Linked DNA regions of Mus musculus: region 2 is linked to region 1. Evidence: chromatin contacts called from public Hi-C data. All regions are on one chromosome and are shown on one strand. The core of a region is the stretch at or near the end of the contact, and the rest is flanking DNA. Distances in the headings are between cores, read along the strand shown. Region 1 overlaps Mbd5 (methyl-CpG binding domain protein 5). Region 2 overlaps Mbd5 (methyl-CpG binding domain protein 5).

The links. A called contact is a pair of places that touch in the nucleus more often than the background predicts.
Region 2: a Hi-C map of uterus shows a contact between it and region 1, with 2.9 times the contacts expected there. The contact joins two enhancer-like sites. A contact is called at or near these places in 2 of 484 Hi-C or Micro-C datasets (liver and uterus).

The regions. Positions count from the first base shown.
Region 1 is chr2:49,175,601-49,179,496 of GRCm38.p6, forward strand. The region is part of intron 6 of Mbd5 (methyl-CpG binding domain protein 5); the gene reads left to right. Among named protein-coding and RNA genes, the nearest start is that of Gm25215, 220 kb to the right of the region's middle. Within about 2 kb of position 1,646, at least 10 of the 459 cell types and tissues checked have an H3K27ac peak or open chromatin away from gene starts, as enhancers often do. A contact at or near this core is called in uterus, where this site is marked.
Region 2 is chr2:49,311,058-49,314,594 of GRCm38.p6, forward strand. It overlaps Mbd5 (methyl-CpG binding domain protein 5), which reads left to right. Exons shown (of 17, transcript NM_029924.2): 16 at 2,593-2,668. Among named protein-coding and RNA genes, the nearest start is that of Gm25215, 86 kb to the right of the region's middle. Within about 2 kb of position 2,219, at least 94 of the 459 cell types and tissues checked have an H3K27ac peak or open chromatin away from gene starts, as enhancers often do. A contact at or near this core is called in uterus, where this site is marked.

The DNA.
Region 1 (3,896 bases), core at 396-2,895:
TTCTAATGCACATAGCTTATACTTAACTAATCAGCTGTTTCTTCTGTTATTTAATGGAGTGAACCGTGTGAAAGGAATTCAGATCATGTAAGCCTTCACTTAAAAATGGTTGGAGTCAAGATTTTAAAAGCATATCCCATTATAGAGGAGACTAGCATCCAAGAGGCTTTACTAGAGAGGGTCCAACAGATTGATCATGGCTGGCTCTTCAGAAAGGCTCTACACATTTAAAACCACCCTGGGAGCAATATGGATTTTTTTTTCAAGATAAAAAGAACCCATAGATGTTGAAATAACACTCAAGAAGGGGTTATGGAGCATATTGCCAGCTTTTCTATCACTGTGCAAGTATGTGAGTGAACCTAGATTTATTTTGGCTAATGGCCTCAGATACTTCAGTCCATCAAGTTCTTGTCTTCTGAAATGAAAGAAGGATTCGGTGAAAGGACATAAACAGTTAAAACAAGTTTATATAGGAGAAGGAAACAGCACAAAGTATATACTTTAAAGCATGGTATCACAAGGTGTAGCAGACCATTGTGCTCTGTACTGTGGGTGGAAAGAATTTTATGAATATATACGAAGTACCTTAGTTAGGGTTCCATTGCTGTGAAGAGAAACCAGGACCACGGCAACTCTTAAGGAAAGCACTTAATTGGGGCTGGCTTACAGGTTCGGAGGTTTAGTCCATTATCATCATGGCAGAGAACATGACAATGGGCAAGCAGATATTGTGGTCGAGTAGTCAAAAGATCTGCATCTTGATCCATAAGCAGAAGAGTAAAACTGTGTGACACTGAATGTAGCTTGAGCATATATAAGACCTCCAGCCTGCCTCCACAGTGACACACTTCCTACAAAATAGCCACACCTACTCTAATAAGGCCATGCTTCCTCATAGTGCCACTTCCAGTGAGCCAAGCATTCACACACGAGTCTAGGGGCCATACCTATTCAAACCAACACATTGAGTCTTTTCTCCTCTTAGATCATGGAGGACTAGATCTCTCTTTTTGAATAATTTCCTCCTTGATCCTCTACAAAGTGAAGGATTGATTTAAACCACAACACAAATGTTACTACAGTTCCAGCAGCATCTTTTGAGGTTATATACCCTTTATTATTGAATATTTGTGACTGGAACGTGTCCTGATACCTTAGTTTCTGAGCAACCTAGCTGCACCTTCAAAAATGTTTACCCACAAAAGAGCATTCTGACCCAGCTGGAAACACAGATACAATAACACAGCTGCAGTTTTCCTTAATCTCTGCATATGTAGCCCCTTGCCTCCAGGCATCAACAGGTTTTGTCCCATTAACTATGCACAATGTTTTATGACTAGGTTCTAAGTATACCCTACTTATCCTTCATCTCTTCACTTTCTACAGTTCTGCCCTTGCTTATCTTATTTTGGTATTTCTATAAGCAATTATATTTATGTCTCATAAAACCATAATTACGTATGTACATAATTCTTTCACTTTTATTTTATGTGATTATTTGTATTTGTTCTGTGTTTGAGTGTTTTACCTGCATCAGTGAGCTTAAACAAAGCATGTGTATCGGGTGCTTTGCAAGGTCAGAAGAGCTTATCAGATTTCCTGGAACTGTGGGGTTGGATAGGAGCCATCATGTAGATTCTGAGAAGTGAACCTAGGTGCTCTTCAGAAGTACTAGATGCTCTTTTCCCCTGAGCCGCCCTCCAAGCCCTCTAGGATGTACTTGATTTAAAAACAAACCTCACAGGTGCTGTTTGCTACAGGTCACATACCCCAGGTGGATACAGTCCTTTAGCCCTCCCTTCTTTCATTCTCACTTATCCACCATTGCCATTGTTTCAGTGGCTGAAAGAATGCCACATACACAGCTGCCACTAAGCAGTTTGTACTTTAGCTGATGATCGTAATGCCAAGTAGTCTTTTATATATTTACTCATGTCATTTGTACTGACTGGTTTTGTGTGTCAACTTGACACAAGCTGGAGTTATCACAGAGAAGGGAGCCTCTCTTGAGGAAATGCCTCCATGAGATCCAGCTGTAAGGCTTTTTCTCAATCATCAAGTGGGGAGGGCACAGCTTATTGTATGCAGTTCCATCCCTGGACTGGTGGTCCTGGATTCTATAAGAAAGCAAACTGAGCAAGCCAGAGCAAGCAATCCAGTAAACAGCACCCCTGAATGGCCTCTGCATCAGCTCCTGCTTCCTGACCATCTTGAGTTTCAGTCATGACTTCCTTGGTGATGAACCTCAATGTGGAAATGTAAGCTGAATAAACCCTTTCCTCCCCAACTTGCTTTCTTGGTCATGATGGTTTGTGCAGGAATAGAAACACTGACTGAGACATCATTTTCCAGTTTTCTAGAATTTCTACCTGTTTTGTTTGGTTTGTTTTCCTTGCAGTTTTTCTTCATTCATTACAGTATTTTACAACTGTCCATTCTATGAAATGCTCTTACACCTTTTTTTGTTAAATTTATTTATTTGCTTTATAGCCCAATCACAGGCCCCCTCCTTCCTCTCCAAATCCCACCCTTACAAATACCTTCCCCCCAATTCCCCTCTCCCATTCTCCTCAGAGAAGAGGAATCTCCCTCCCCTTGTGTACCACCCTGCTCTGGGTCATTCATTCCCACCACAATAAGTACATCCTCTCGCACTGAGGTCAAACTAGGCGGCCCATGTTGGGAAAGAGGATCTGATGGCAGGCAACAGAGTCAGAGACAGCCCCTACTCCAATCGTTAAGTCACCCATATGAAGACCAAGCTACATGTGTGTTACAAATGTGTAGGGGGTGTCTTAGTCAGGGTTTCTATTCCTGCACAAGCATCATGACCAAGAAGCAAGTTGGGGAGGAAAGGGTTTTTTCAGCTTACAATTCCATACTGCTGTTTATCACCAAGGAAGTCAGGACTGGAACTCACGAAGGTCAGGAAGCAGGAGCTAATGCAGAGGCCATGGAGGGATGTTCCTTACTGGCTTGCTTCCCCTGGCTTTCTCAGCCTGCTCTCTTATAGAAGCAAGACTACCAGCCCAGAGATGGCACCACCCACAAAGGGCCTTTCCCCCTTGATCACTAATTAAGAAAATGCCTTACAGCTGGATCTCAAGGAGGCATTTCCTCAACTGAAGCTCCTTTCTCTGGGATAACTCCAGCTGTGTCAAGTTGACACACAACTAGCCAGTACAGGAGGCTAAGAGCATGCTCTTTTGTTGGTGGCTCAGTTTCTGTGAGCTCCCATGGGCCCAGGTTAGTTTACTCTGTAAGCATTGTATTGTCTCTGAATTTCTTTCAATTCACTGTTAGATGAACCCTCTCAGGAGTCAGTTATGCTAGGCTCCTGTCTGCAAGCATAGCAGAGTATCATTAATGGTGTCAGGGGTTGTCTCTCTCATGGGATGTGTCTCAAGTTGGGGCCGTCATTAGTTGACCATTCCCTCAAGCTCTGCTCCATCTTTCTCCCTGTGAAACTTGTAGGCAGGAAAAATTTGGTGTTAAAGGTTTTATGGATTGGTTGATGTCCCCCAAAGTGGTTGTACAAGATTATACTCCCAACAGCAGTGGAGGAGTATAGCCCTTGCTCTACATCCTCTCCAGTATGTGCTATCACTTGAGTTTTTTATTTTGTCCATTGTGACTGTTTTAAGACAGAATCTCAGAGGCCTTTTGTCATTTCTCTAAAGACTAAGGACTTCGAACATTTTTCTTTTTTTTATTGTATATTTTCTTTGTTTCAAATGTTATCCCCTTTCTCACCCACCCCTGAAACTCCCTATCCCATTCCCCTCCCCCTGCTTCTATGAGGGTATTCCACAACCCATCCACCCACTCCTGTCTTCCCGTCCTCGAATTCCCCTACGCTATGAATTTCATGAATTCATTGTTTTTAATAGCTG
Region 2 (3,537 bases), core at 969-3,468, 140 kb after region 1:
AACCAAGTCTCATAATTGGTCTTTTGATCTCAACACCATGGCGCGTACACAGAATCAATCAATCAATAAATAAGTGTATATATATATATATATATATATATATATATATATATATGGCTTATATACTCATAAATAAATAAATAATATGAATATTTACTTATATATATATTTAAAGAGATTCAAGGGAAGAGAGCAAGGTTCCTTGATGGATTTTTTTTAAATGAAATGTTTAATCTTTTTTTTTCTTAGCTAAATAGAACTATTTAGGTGTAGTCTATTTTAATCCATAATATGTTATAATCAAAATACATAAAAATGAAATATCCTTGACACTTAAATACATACGGGGACTGAAATACAGAAATATTTCTGTAGTTATGAACACTAGCTGTTCTTCTAGAAGACTGAGGCTCAATTCCTAGCACCTACATGAAAGCTAACGACCATCTATAAACCCAGTCCCAGGGCATCCAACACCCCAACACTAGGCATGTTCATGCTGTACAAACATACTTGTAAACAAGACACTCAAACAACATAAGTACAATTTTTTTAATTTTGAAAAAATTAAATGCCTGTGTCTCAGTCAAAATGACAGATTAAAGATAAACCTACTGAATGCACTGCAGAAGTGTGATGTTGTTGGGCAGTTTCCCTGTGGATGACTTCATCAGGATTCTCACCAAATAGCCAAACGTAGATGGTTCCAGAGACCTGGACTTGAGTTTCCTCTCAGCCACCGGGGATCACACTTAGCAAACTCCTCCCTGGACAAACAGCACAGTGACTCACACTAAAAGATGCAGGGCTCCCTAACCCTGGAATGGCAGGAGGTATATATGTAAAAATGCCATGCACTGGGGAGAAGGAATGAAAGATTTATATCAAGTACCATGATGTCCCAAATAAAGATACAGGAACACTGATGTAGTGATGCATGCCTTCCATCCTAGCATTGTGAGTTAGTTCCAGGTCGACATTGGCAAGACCCTATCTCAAAATAGTAGTAGTGATGATGGTGGTGGTGGTGGTGGTGATGGTGATGATGATACAGGAGCAGGAACAGATGAATTGTGTATCATGACAGCTTTTTATATGTATAAGTACATAAAGCGATTCTGTCCATGGTGTATCATATAAAACATGAGCTAGGGAGACATAGGGGAGTGAGTGTGACTGAGAATAGTGACCACGTAGAAATACTAGATTTATCTTTTTGATTAAAAGAATACTTAATAAGAACATGTCATTTATTAACAACCCATTCTGGAGAGTGGGTATGTTGGGATTACTTTGTTCCCTGAACTTCTCTGCATTTGCAGGGTGGGGAAGATCATTAAGAGCATGCTGGAGGGAATTGTTGGTAGTGTCCTTACAACTGGTTTAAGTTAGTAGGTTGATCTATCCTTCCAATAGAACTGACTTAACTGCACAGTTGTTTTAATAAGATATAGGACCATTTATGTTCACTGTGGACAAATCCACTTAGCAAATATGTGGAGCCTTCATGGTGTGCCTAAAAGTGTAATACTCAAAGATGAACAACTAAGTGTCTGTAAAGCACAGGGAAAACAAAATAGAGGAGTTATCAGGTCGTTTTCTATAGTGGATAAAGCCTTGGGAACACTGTGGTAAGTGGAGAGACTTCACCTGAAGGCATTACACTGAAGTTAACGTGCGTTTTCTCCCACGGCTGCAAATTTCCAACCTCCATGTAGACACCGAGATAGATAGATAGGACTTAACTCTTGGGAAGCCATGGTAACAGATAGCTCACTATAGGAGTTTCCTGACTTCAGGGCTTTCCTGTCAGTTGTCCTGATGGGATGAATGCTAGCAGATTGCCTGCATATTTAGAAGATTGTGGCGTAAGATTTACATATGTACATGAGAAATAAGGTAGGGTAGGCAAAGAATGTATAGCCACAGAGAACTGCCTGACTGTCCTAACCGGCACAACAGCTTCATCGATATCGTTTTTTTAAAAATGGCACATATGGGATGTTACTCATGGAATGCTGATCGGAAAGCAATAGTCAGAAGCTTCTGAGACAGTCCTTGTGTGTCTGTTGAAAGGATCACGTCATTTCGGTTTAAAGGGAACTGTGGCGAAACCAGCCTCCGAGCCTCAGGTGTAACGAGGTAATAAGCTGTTCTTAGCCACGCACCAAAATGTAGCTTTCGTTTTGCTCAATTGTGCTTAGCTGAGATGATCCAGAAAGGGTGGAGGGAGCTCCCTAGTGGCCAGAACTTGCAGTTCAGCCTCGGTGTCCTGGCCACGGCCTGTTTCCTGGTAGGAAGCACAGCTTTGGAGACCACAGAGCTCCTGACCCAGTCCTCTTCATGAAATGCAGAAGAAACACACAGTGGAGGGGACTTCCTGTGCTAACCTTAGCGGCCGTGTTACTTTAATGGTTAGCGTTCAGTGCTGGGAACCCCAGGACGATGCTCTATCGCCTGAACTTCCCAGATGTGAATCTAGATTGACTTTCTCTGGTAGAATTGATATTTTTGTCTTCTGATTAGGGAATTAAATTGAGGCTTTTGTTTCTTTAATTTGTTAATTTGGTATGTTGTTTTCATTGCTTCCAGAAGTGGGAAACTAAATAACCATTTAGAAGCTGCTATTCACGAGGCCATGAGCGAACTGGACAAAATGTCTGGGACTGTAAGTCAATTTATTTTTTTCCATTATTCTAGTTTCTTTGAAAATAAATTGCATTAACACTTTTTTTTTGTTAAAAAAATCTCTTGAACATTGTAAAGCAACTCTCATAGCAATACTAAACTGCCAGGCAAGCAAAAGACTGGCGGCAGAAAAGAATTTAAGGGAAGGGAGCCTGTATTAGCTATGGATTTTTTTTTTCTGAGATAAGTAACTTTTGTTTTCTTAAAAAGGTTCATTAAGTGGCAGCAGCAGTATGGTGAGGTCCCAACCCCAACTTTCTGAGTTTGACTGTGAGTTGCAGTGACCATCACTATAGCCAAAATATTCAGCAATGCAACCTCACTCCATACATTAAAAAAAAAAAAAGTAGGATTAAAAAGATTGGTCAATTTAGAGAGTATATTAACTTCTTATTTTCCTTCTGCTACCTTAAAATTGAGATGATTTGTGCATATTTCTGTTACTAGTAACTGTAAATCTCATGATTAAGGAAGAGATGTGCTTTCTCTTCACACTTTGTTTGACCTATGCATCCATTAGTTTGAGATGAGAGGTATAAAGCTCTCTCTCCATCACATACAGACTCAAACACATAAATATAATGTTAGTAATCTCTTTAAAATAAGCATTATTTCAGGCTGCATAGCAATGACAAGCCATTTACTTAGGCCATCTGAAACTTACAACCCATCCATTGGCTGCTTCATGATGGGTAACAGTTAGGGAGCCTCAAGATGTTGCCATTGGCACAGGTCATAGACATGTGTTAATCTAACCTATGATTGGATTTTGCCAGGAAACCTAAGTTTCCTGGTAAACTTGTAGCCATCAACTACAGTATCCTCTAGAACCAGGCATGTGTGTGTGTG